Linked DNA regions of Sus scrofa: regions 2 and 3 are each linked to region 1. A link is a contact called in public Hi-C data. All regions are on one chromosome and are shown on one strand. Each heading gives the region's core, a stretch centred on a gene start, on an enhancer-like site or on the middle of the called end of the contact. The rest is flanking DNA. Distances are from core to core; before and after follow the strand shown. Region 1 overlaps LOC110262000 (a long non-coding RNA gene). Region 2 overlaps TLE3 (transducin-like enhancer protein 3). Region 3 has its middle 85 kb from the start of TLE3.

The links. Hi-C and Micro-C count contacts between places; a contact is called where the count stands out from the background.
Region 2: a Hi-C map of liver shows a contact between it and region 1, with 4 times the contacts expected there. The contact joins two enhancer-like sites. A contact is called at or near these places in 18 of 47 Hi-C or Micro-C datasets (alveolar macrophages, blood, embryonic fibroblasts and 9 more) and 1 of 2 datasets of contacts at active chromatin or transcription factors (alveolar macrophages).
Region 3: a contact with region 1 is called in a Hi-C map of liver, with 5 times the contacts expected there. The contact joins two enhancer-like sites. A contact is called at or near these places in 2 of 47 Hi-C or Micro-C datasets (both in liver) and 1 of 2 datasets of contacts at active chromatin or transcription factors (alveolar macrophages).

The regions. Positions count from the first base shown.
Region 1 is chr1:168,198,613-168,202,294 of Sscrofa11.1, forward strand. The region is part of intron 1 of LOC110262000 (a long non-coding RNA gene); the gene reads right to left. Among named protein-coding and RNA genes, the nearest start is that of UACA, 250 kb to the right of the region's middle. Within about 2 kb of position 1,644, at least 9 of the 83 cell types and tissues checked have an H3K27ac peak or open chromatin away from gene starts, as enhancers often do. A contact at or near this core is called in liver, where this site is marked.
Region 2 is chr1:167,835,411-167,839,092 of Sscrofa11.1, forward strand. All of the region lies in intron 4 of TLE3 (transducin-like enhancer protein 3), which reads right to left. Among named protein-coding and RNA genes, the nearest start is that of TLE3, 19 kb to the right of the region's middle. Within about 2 kb of position 2,036, at least 3 of the 83 cell types and tissues checked have an H3K27ac peak or open chromatin away from gene starts, as enhancers often do. A contact at or near this core is called in liver, where this site is marked.
Region 3 is chr1:167,939,458-167,943,139 of Sscrofa11.1, forward strand. No RefSeq gene overlaps it. Among named protein-coding and RNA genes, the nearest start is that of TLE3, 85 kb to the left of the region's middle. Within about 2 kb of position 2,079, at least 13 of the 83 cell types and tissues checked have an H3K27ac peak or open chromatin away from gene starts, as enhancers often do. A contact at or near this core is called in liver, where this site is marked.

The sequences.
Region 1 (3,682 bases), core at 394-2,893:
AAGCAAATACAAATCCTCCAGGAGTAAAGGGTTCTCATTCTGATTCTCCAAAGACAAACTACCAAAAAACAAAACACCCCACATTCAAAGCAATGAATCACCATGAGCAAGAGTCAGCAGAGACAAGCAACAGATTTCAACCAGGGTTTCTCAACCTCAGAGCTACTGACATTTTGTACCAGATAACTCTTTGCCATGGGGGTTGCTCTGTGTGTTAAACGTTTAGTAGCATGTCTGATTTGGATCTTCAAAGACTTAAAATATTAGAATAATAAGATAGGCCATAAAAGAACTGTATATGAACTACTTAAAGACTCAAAAGATGTTTATAAAGGCTCAAATAGAACTTCTGGGAATAAAAAAAATATAACTTTGAACTTAAAAATTCAATGGATGTATCAGACACAGATAAAGAATTAATGAATTAGGGAGCTCCTGTTGTAGCTCAGCAGAAATGAATCTGACTAGCATCCATGAGGATGCAGGTTCAATCCCAGGCCTCGCTTAGTGGGTTAAGGATCCAGTGTTGCCATGAGCTATGGTGTAGGTCGCAGACGCAGCTTTGATTTAGCATACACAAACAGCTACAGCTCTGATTTGCCCCCTAGCCTGGGAACCTCCATATGCTGCAGGTACAGCCCTAAAAAGACAAAAAAAAAATTAATGAATTAGAAGACAGATTTAAAAAAATTACCCCAACTGCATTAGAAGAGCAAAATAATAAAGGGGGGGTGGGAAGAGGTGATAGGATAAAAGACAGGAAAATATAGTTCAGAGTTTAAACTATAACTAACTGGAGCTCTAGAAGGAAAGAATAAAGAGAATGAGAGAGAGGCAGTATTTGCAGAAAAAATGCTTGACACTCTTCTGGATCCATATATATAGGAAGTCCCAAAGATACCAAGCTGTGTGAATGCACAAGTTGTCGTGAATTGGATGCAGAAAAGCTAAGAATTGAGCCTCAAAGGTTCATCATTGAAATCGGTGCACCAACTCAAACCAGGGGTCCACAGGAGGGCTATGGTGGCATCAATGGCACGGACATGGGAGTCTTGCAAAGGGACTAATCCATGTGGACAATCCTGTGGACAGGGACCTGAGCCTGGCCTTGAGGGATGTTCATACAGTGTTGCATCAAGAGACCTTGATCTGAGCCCTTTATTTTACAGAACAACCTAGGAGATTAACTGGAGGCGAATGTGAAAAGGGCAGAGAGGAAATGGGATGAGGCTCTAAGCAGGGGAAAGTACACAAGCAAAGGTGTGGAAACAAGACTAAACATCTCATGAGCAAAAGACCAACAGGAGTCCTGTTTGATGGATTGGGAAATATTTAAGGGAACAATTACAAAACTGATTGGATGGACAAAGTGAAACCAGCCTGAAGAAGACCCTTGAGAGATGAGCAGGTATGTTTAAACTTGAGATCATAGGCCAGGGGTTGGTAAACTACAGCCTGGAGGCCAAGTCTGGCCCACTGCCTGTTTTTGTAAATAAAGTTTTATTGGAACACAAGCACACCCATTCATTTCCATATCATCTATGGCTGGTTTTGCACAACAGCAGAGAAGAGTAGAGTCCATACCCTATGGCCTGCAAGAGCTAAAATATTTACTCTCTGGCCCTTAACAGAAAACGGTTGTCAATCCCTGATCTAGGCAGGGCAGCCAGCCAGCGAGGCCTTTCAGCCAATTGCCAAGACTACGAGGATAAACCTGGAAGTGGCTGAAGGACTGTGTGTTTTGTAAGAGGAGGAAGAAAGGTGCGTAACCTTTATGGCGTTCCCATTGTATACCATCCCTCTTCCTACATTATGATTATAACTTCTCAAAACCACCCTGCCTAGAAGTTGTTACTTTTTTTTTTTTTTTTTAAGAGATGAGGAAAACGGGGTCCAGAGAGGTGAAGTAATTTACCCAAGGTCAGCCAGTGTTCCGGGCAGAGCTGAGATTCTGTTTCAAGTTGGTTGGATTCCAAAGCCGATGTTCTTCCTACCACACCTCACTGCCTTTCCAGGCACTGTGTATCCCAGACATGAGGGGATAGCCTCAGGCAAAGGAGCTAGCTACTGTGTGTCATGGCCAGAGATGGTTGGAATTAGGGTGTGGTGGGAAATATTCCTCTCCGCTCTTGCAAACAGATCCAGGGGCCCCTTCTGACCTGGAGCAGGACCTCTGGCCCAAGGCTCCTCCAAAAATGGTTCCCAACCTGCCCAAACATTGACTCCCCCCGGACCCCCTCCATCCCACACCTCCAGAGCCACCAGCCGGGCCAAGAATGTCTATCTTACAACTTCCTTCCAGCCTCATCTCTCAGCACGACGCCAGAGGCAGTTGGGAGGTATGATACCATCTCCATATCTAGGAACCAAACCTGAGGGTTGGCAGCTCTGCACAGTGCCACCCACGAGAGATGGCCCAGTTGATTTGCAGTGAAATTGCAACACAGCTTCTGCTCCTGCCCCGGCTAGATCCCAGGCCCTGGAGCTAAGCCCATCAGGGCTTGCTTCCACCCCCCAGCCTGGCTCCTGTTCCTCCCATGACTAATTTGGATCCTCATCTGACAGCTACCATGACCACTCTGCCCAGATAGGGCCTCACAGACCTGCTTCTGTGTTTTGCGGTCAAACTGGTTCTTGACGCTTCCCCAGAGTTCCAGCAGGGTTGAGTGTCTGTGGGGAACCATAAATGGCTGCCCCTTGGGGTTGAGCTGGTTGAGGGCTTGAGAAGCCAAGAGAAAGAGGAAAGTGTGAACTCTACCTAGAGCCTTGGTTATCTAAATAGTTGTGAGACATAATGGAAGTCCCCCACTGGATCCCAGTGGGTAGGTCTGTTTCTTGTCAGCTCCCCCTCAGCCAGAGGCCATGCCACGTCATCTCTAACCCCCTGGTGTGTCCATGAGGAAATGTGTGTAAACACAGGCAGACAACCTCCCCAGAGCAGGTGAGAGGAGCCCTGTGACCCCAGGCCTACTGACAGCCTCCAATGGACGGTTACAACACCCTCCTACTCGCCTGCCTTGGGAAACAGGGAGGTATGTCAGCTCCAGGGACCCTGGACCCACACCTGCCTGTGTGCTGAACTGCCAGCTGTCCCAGAAGCAGAGAGAGAGCAGGAAGTGAGAGACACCAGCCCAGGCTTATCCCGCCGGCCTTCCTCAAACATAGCCTGCTGGCTCCTCTGCCGTAGCCACAACATGTGCTCACAAGGGGGACTAGAAGAAAAGGGATGAGCAGAGCCAGGAGAGGACCAGGAAGATGAGATTTAACAGGCATCTATTAGATGCCAGGCTCAGCACCAGGCATGTACAAACATTGTCACGTTTATTCCTTCCCCAGTGAAACAGACATGATTTATTAGACCATACACATGCATCCCTGAGACAGAGCATAGAATAAGCATTAAAGACTGTGGAGCTAGCTTCCCCTGGATCCCAGCTCTGCCACTAACTGCCTGTGTGATCTCAGTTTACTCACCTTAAACATAGGGGTTAACAAATATGAATCATTTAACATGGTTGTTAGTGTGATTCACTGAGATAATGTATACAAAGGATTTAGAATAATGCCTAATACATGGAAAGTAAAATAGTTTTTTTTTTAAATAAAAGCATTATCCTTATTTTACTGTTCAGGAAATTAAGGCTCAGAGAGGAGCAGTGATCTGCCCAAGTTCACACAGCTA
Region 2 (3,682 bases), core at 786-3,285, 360 kb before region 1:
GCTTCCTGTTTGTGAAGAGATGGGCCATGGACTAGGAATCCAAAGGGCTTTTGCAGCCCTGCAGCCCAGGGCTGCTGGCTGCAGTGCAGGCTCCAACACAGACCACCTGTTCCCGGCAGGAGGGGCTCTCGGGTGGGGGTCAGGGATCACTGTTCTCTCTGGCAATACTCTGGACCCTCCGGAACAGGACTGGTGTTTCCCGCGGGCATCTGGGGTGAAGCAAGTCTTCGGTGCGAAAGACTGTCCCTCATCTCCCAGGCCCACTGAGTGCCAACAGCGGTCCTCGTGTGTGCAAACTTTCGGTGGGTGTGGGGGTGTATTATGCTGGCTGGGATGCTTGGGACTCGGGGGCACATTTGCACACCCGAGGTAAACTCTAGCAAGGACCCTGTACAGAGTGGTTTGTCAGCATCAGTGCTATTGGCATTTGGGACCAGACAATTCTTTGCTGCATGGGGCTATTCTTGCATTGCAGTTTGTAGCAGCGTCCCAGCCTCTGCCCACTGCTGCCCACCATTCATACTGTAAAGGAAACTGGGAAGGTACTAATTATTGCATAAATGATTAATCTAGGTAAGTGGGAAGAGTCATACTCCAAAACAGGGTCCTTTCTCACTTCTGTTCATTTTTCCTCTCCCCAATTGATAGAGAGTGGCAAGAGTGGATGAAATATAAGAGTTAGGGTTGTATATGCCAAAGTTCTAGAAACAATCAGGTAAGTCCAAACCTGCACAGAGCAACATAATCACTCAACTGTCACAGGTTTATGTGCCAAATAAGAATGGAAGTTTTATTAAAAACAAGAAGCAAAGAGAAATAAACAAAATCAATCATTCTCACTGCTTAGGGAAGCTCACCAAGGCCTCTTACCTCAAATGGCTGGCAGAGCAGTGCCTGGCACACAGTAGGTGCTCAGGAAATGTTGAGCCAAAAGAATCTCACTGGCCTCCCTGCATTTCTTTTTCTGAGACTCCATATTACAGGATCCCCTGGCCAGGGACCTGGGCCTGCCTCAGTTTGGGTGGCATCTGGGGGAAGGGCTGTGGTGGATAGTATTGACATACAACTGGGAGGCAGGGTAGGCAGCAGCCCAAGTCCTTTGCTAACGGGGTGAGGCAGTGGTCAAGCCAGAACAGCCACAAGCTGCCCAGTGGGTCTTAGGCTGCTGGCCCTTCCCCAGCCAGGAAAGCAGGCAGTAGGCCCTGAACCTTCCCGGTCACTTTAGGCCGCTCGGCAACTACAGCTCTCTGGGGTGGGTGGTCAGAAGAGTCCCTACTGTCATCTACTTCCTCCAGCAAACAGGTCAAGTGTCAGGATCTTGGTAGGCCAAGGAACAAAACGAAAAGTAACCTTCTCCCTTGGCACATCTTTTATTAGCAACCATGTGGCCACAGGGTGCCCCTAGGTGGGATCTTTCCCTGCAAGGCCTGGTCCAGAGCACAGCATCCTCTAGTTATGAGCAAAAGGGATCTTCTGGGATTTCATGTGGCCTTGCCTGGCTCAAGGCCTGGTATCCAGGCCATGAGGTGACCATGGCTGGGGTCGCTCCATAGAAGCCCCTCTCATCTCACCTTTCCACTCTTCGAGAGCAGTTTTTACCTCCCAACACCACACACATGAACCAAGCGCCAACAGGACAGATAGGGAATGTTCCAGAAGCCTGGGGTATCCACATTCAGGCTCTCTTCTGCGGCTCAGACTCAATGAAGAGCAACCTCCCTGCGTGGCAGGGAAGGACTCTGGCACACCATGAGTCAGGACTGTACAGAGCTGGGGGCCGGCAAAGGGGAGGGAGCAGTTGGTCCTTGTCCTTGGGTCTGGGTTCTGGGTTTTTTTCGGGGGTCGGGGGAGACAGTATGCAAATCCCATCCCTCCCAGCTGTGACTGTGTCATCACCTGCCATGGGTCACCATGCCCCTCCTGGTCTCCCCACCATGTGGAAGCAGGAATTGAGCCTTGGCCTCCTCTACCTAAGACCATCCAGCCCTGAGCACGGGCTCGGGGCACGCGGGTGTGTCAAAGAATGAACAGGAAAACTGTTCACTAACCGACTTTTTCTCTTAATGTTTATTTTTTGGAGGGTGGTGATTAACGGGAGGGGAAGCTCCTACAAACAGAAAGTTGGCCGGACAGAGGCACTCTTAACAACAACAATGATAATAATAACGGCGAGCATCCGCTGACCCAAGCTGTTCCACACATTTTAGGCGTGTGAGCTCGCAAGAACCGTATAGGGAAGGCGCGTCTTCTAAATCCCCAGTTCTCAGAGGGGGAAACTGACACTTGGCAATTAAGCAACCTCACGAAGCGACTTCCTACAAAGAAGCCAAATTTCGACATTTTGAGACATTTTGAGAGAACTCAGAGAAGTCTTTTTGAAAGAAAAACTACTGTCAGGGTTAATAATTGACAGCATTTCCGATTAGAACAGCTGTTAAAACAGCATTTGATCCAACTCAAACAAGCTCTAAACATCAGTTCCAAGAAAGGAAAGAAAAAAAGGGATCAAGACGTGTGACTTTCAACCAACGGGACGGGTCACAAGTCACCAACTGGAACAAGATCCTAGGTTAGAAAACTCTTTTTGGCAATTCAGGGCACCGCCACCCTGTTACCGATAAGCTGGGGCTCTTGGGCTGGGCCTTCATCCTTCCCTCCATCCTGGTCCCACAAAACCACTGCCTTTGAGTCGGAGCCTCGGAAAGAGAAGCAGAGAGGAGGCGGAGGCTGGGTGGCGGGACGACGGCTTCCTTTGGAAAAAGGTGTTTGCGGAGCCGGGTGCTGCCTTTGAAAGTTCCTTTTCAAGTGTGGTTCAAAGAAGGCAGCTTTGCTGGTGGAAAAATATTGTGCCTCAGAAGGAACTCACCTACTCACCACAGACAGAGAAGTGTGTGCAGAGACCCTGCAAGCTCGAGATCCTGAGCTCCCGAGTGGACACTGGGAGGACCATCTGCCTCCATTGTGGTTGTTAGGCAAGTAAATGACGGAGTACAAAAGAGTTGGGGGGCGGGGGGGGGACTGGTGTCATTTCCCAAAGAGCAGTCTGTTCCACGCCCGTAGGTAACTCCTGTTCACACCATCACCTCCTTGTTAAAGCAGGGCCTCTGAACATCTTACTGTACACAGAGGGCAGTGGGACATTCTCAGAGTGCACTGCTCCAGCAACGCCCTAGCATTCACACTAACTGTTGTTCCCATCCCTTGGGCCTTTGACTCAGGACACTGAATGAAGGGAGATGGGACCGGCTCTCGGTCCACACCCTGGCAACCTCTTGCTCCCAGCCTGCAGCACCTGGCCAGTCTTTGACTTTTTTTTTTTTTGAAATTATTTAACTGACTGCTCAAGACACATCTGACAGCCACTTCCACCAGATTCTCTCCGGTATTTAGTTTTAAACTGCCCTGTCAGCTCTTCGAAAATGCACACATTTTAACCTCAGCCAGATAAAAACAAGGAGAGGGAGGAACCTGGCTGCTTTAAAGAGCATATCATGACCCCCTGCCACACAGAGGTGACCTGGCCTCTATTCCCAGCTCTGTCTCCAATCTCGCTGTGTGGCTTTGGGCCAAATCCCTTCCCTCCTCTGGGCTTCAATTTTGTTGTCTGCAAAACAGAGGGACAAAGTGGATAACTCGTAAGATCCCGGAGCCATCATTTAGAGTCTGAGAAGGCCAAACCCTC
Region 3 (3,682 bases), core at 829-3,328, 260 kb before region 1:
TGTGGGCCCAAAACAGCCTGCATTTCTCACAGGTTCCCAAGTGGTGTCCAGGCTGGTCCTGGACATCCCACTCTGAGTGGGGAGGGTCTTGGGCACTCTGTAGGGTGGGGCTGCTGTTTGGTAAGCTGTCTGGGCCTTGCTGAGATGCAGCCTTTGTTTTTAGAACACGTGGTAGCACTGGGCTGTGGCCCACATATGCCTGGCCCTTCTTCAAGAAAGGCCGTATTATCCAATTGCAGGGAGTGTGGTCAGCGAGTGGCTTCCAGGAGCTGGGTCCTTTGGGGTCAGCTTCACTGCAAAGACCCTCCTTGTTAGAGGTCATGCCCTTCCCAGAGCAGCCTGCACCTGAGCCGGATGGTGGTATAAGGTCCTAGCTGCCCAAGCTGGCCTCAGGAGAACTCTCTATGGGGTGAGGCTTTGTCAGGCCTGCATCACAATTTGACTTCTGGGGTGTGTGTGTGTGTGTGTGTGTGTGTGTGTGTGTGTGTGTGTTTGTGTAGCTTGTGGCATGTGGAAGTGTGTGTGTGTGTGTGTGTGTGTGTGTGTGTGTGTGTGTGTGTAGCTTGTGGCATGTGGAAGTTCCTGAGCCAGGGATTGAACCCACACCACCGCAGTGACCCAAGCTGCTGCAGTGACACGGCTGGTTCCTTAACCTCCTGAACCAAAAGAAAACACTGCAATTTGACTTTAGTCTCCTTCCACCCAATCCAGCTTCCTCCCTTCACTGGTGTAGATCCCTAATCAAGCTCTGATATCCCAAACTCCCTCTCAGAATCCTACTCCCACAAAACCTAACCTTTGACACAGGTGATGGTGGACATCTAGGCAGGGCACAGTGGTGACCACAGGGATAGCATTTAGTAGTAGCTGGTCTCACCTGGGAGCAGCGGTAGGTGAAGAGAACATCACTATGGCAACCAGGGGTCTCCTAGAGCAGGAATCTAAGGCCTCCCAGGGGAGGAAGCTGGGCAAAGGGAAAAGGAGCACAGTAGTGCAGAGATCTGGAGACCTTGGTTGGTCTGGCCTTGGCCTAGAGTCTAACAAGCTGCATGGCTTTGGGAAGTCACTGCTGCTCTCTGAAGTCTATATGCCTTCACAAGTGAAACATGTCAGAATCTGTGATTCCAGCTGTATTAGTTTCTTAGAGCTGCTTTAACAAATCACCACAAACGTTGTGTCTTAATAGAAATCTTTTCTCTCACAGTCTGGAGGCCAGAAATCCAAACTTAGCATCACTGGGCCAAAATTAAGGAGTCAGCAGGGCTGCACTCCCTCTGGAGGCTTTAGAGAAAAATCTGCTCTTGCCTCTTCCAGCTCTGCTGGGTACCAGGATCCCTGGGCTTGTGGCCCCTTCACTCCAGTCTTCAAAGCCAGCATCTTTAAATCTGTTTTGTCTTCATATCACCTTCCCCCACTGTGTTTGCATATCAGTTCTCCCTGTTTGTGTCTTAGGAACATACCTGTGATTGCATTTAAGACCCATCCTGAGGATCCAGAGTAAGCTCCCTGTCTCAAAGTCGTTAATTTAATCATATCTCCAAAGATCCTTTTTCCAAATAAGATCAACATTTATAGGCTCCAGGGATTAGGACCTGATCTCTTTGGGGTCCATTATTTAGCCACTGCACCAGACATTTATCCCCTGTAGGCTTTGCCTCTGTTGAGTTCTCCCTTCCTGAGCTGCATTTCTAGGTGGCTGGTCTGTACCCTTTCATAGCCCAGATCATCTCATTCTGCCACCTATTATTTTCAACATGTATTGATACAGTTGTTCTGCTCACATTGGTGGTTTCGTCGTATTATTTACTGAGTACACAGTATATGCTCATTTGCGAATCCCTTGCTACCACCCAAGGTTATGACCCTCACTATGCCAACAAGGACACCAGGAATGGAGAAGTTGAGCAATTCACCCAGCTCGACAGAGGTGGTTCTGGGATTCCCCCTCAGATTGTCTGACTTTAAAGCTGTCTCATCTCTGACCATATATTGCCTCCCCAGCCTAAATAGAGCTTCTCCTTGAAACCATTTACAGAGCATGGGCCCTTTTGAACTTTGAAGCGTCTCTTATCAGATCCTACAAACTGCAGACATAACACAGGAAGCGTTGTTCCAGAAAGCTGAAAGTCCAGTCATGAGAGCCCAGGCATGAGGCTCGTTTGGGCTGTGTTTTTGTGAGGTCTGCCATCAGGCACAGCCCGGCAGGGGTGGGGGGTGGGGTGGGGGAGGGGGTGTACCAGGCTCCCATCTCAGCTGCGCTTTTATTATTCTTCCAACTGAACTGTCTGGGACTTTGAATATCTGCCCTTGTTCCTGTTGAATTCATGGACTGAATGTCTTGATTACGTTATTTATTCATCAGCCAATGGGTCACTGCACACTGCTAGACACTGATGCTCATAAGGACCCTTTCTTTGACTTTCATTTCAGGCCCCAGAAATATTCCTACATGAAAAACGTTGTGCTAGCCTATGGAAGGAAACCACCACGGAAGGATGTTTACAAATGATTCTCTTGTGTGGGAGGGTTTTCCAAAGTCCCGAAGCAGGAAAGTGGGTTGGGCCCTTGGAGAACAGTTCTGTAAAGAGGGAACTGAATTTGTTTATTATTATTTTTTGTCTTTTTCGGGCTGCACCCACAGCGTATGGAGGTTCCCAGGCAAGGGGTCGAATCAGAGCTATAGCTGCCGGCCTGCACCACAGCCACAGCAACGGCAGATCCTTAACCCACTGAGCAAGGCCAGGGATTGAACCTGCATGCTCACGGATGCTAGTCAGATTTGTTTCTGCTGAGCCACAACGGGAACTCCAAGAGGGAACTGAATTTAAAAACCAAGCACACCAGGCAACCTTGAGGTCAAAGGGTATTCAGCTGACCCAGGCATATCTTATTCCTCTGGACAGAAAGATTGACGAGAACAAATGGTCTAGAGGCAACTGGGAGGGAGCCTGTGCCCGGTTGCTACCGAGATGGGAGTGGGCGGGAGGCCAGAGGGGGCCTGCCGGGCAGATGGGGCTGGCCATGGGGGGCTTTGCAAGCCATACTGAGAGCTTGAACTTAATTTTGAAGCCCACAGGGTAGCTCTGCAAGATTTTAAGCAGAGAAGTGACATGTTTGTGTGCTTTAGAAATATTTTTCTGGCTATGGTAATAGCCCCAGCAGGAGGCGAGAAGGGTCTGGACTGTTAGTGATAAAGAGAGAGGGCTGGATTGGAGTAAGAGTCAGTGGTGGTCATGGAGGGTGAGCAGGGGGAAGAAGAGGGAGGATACCCGTGTACAGCTTGGGTGACTGGGTGGACAGCTGAACCTGCCACAGAGACGGGTTGCAGGATGCGGGAATCACCAGGGCTGTGCATGGGGGTCCAGGGTGCAAAGGTTTCACTGAGAGTGGAGTCTCGGGGTGGGAGAAGGCTTTTGCCAAGAGTGCTGGAAAGTGCCTGCTAGTCCCCTCCATCATGAGGCAGAACCCTGAGGATGGAAGCCAGGTAGGGACACAGATTTGGAAAGTGACAGCAGCAAGGTGCTCATGGGAGATTCTTGTGCAGAAGCCAGGAGTCTAGGAGCAGTTCTGTCCTGACTTGTGGACCTCCGACAAGTCACGTTTCCTTCCCTGCCTCAGTTTCCTCCTCTGCAAAATGCAGGGGTGAATCATGCAAGGGTTCCTCAATGGTTGGGGATATCTG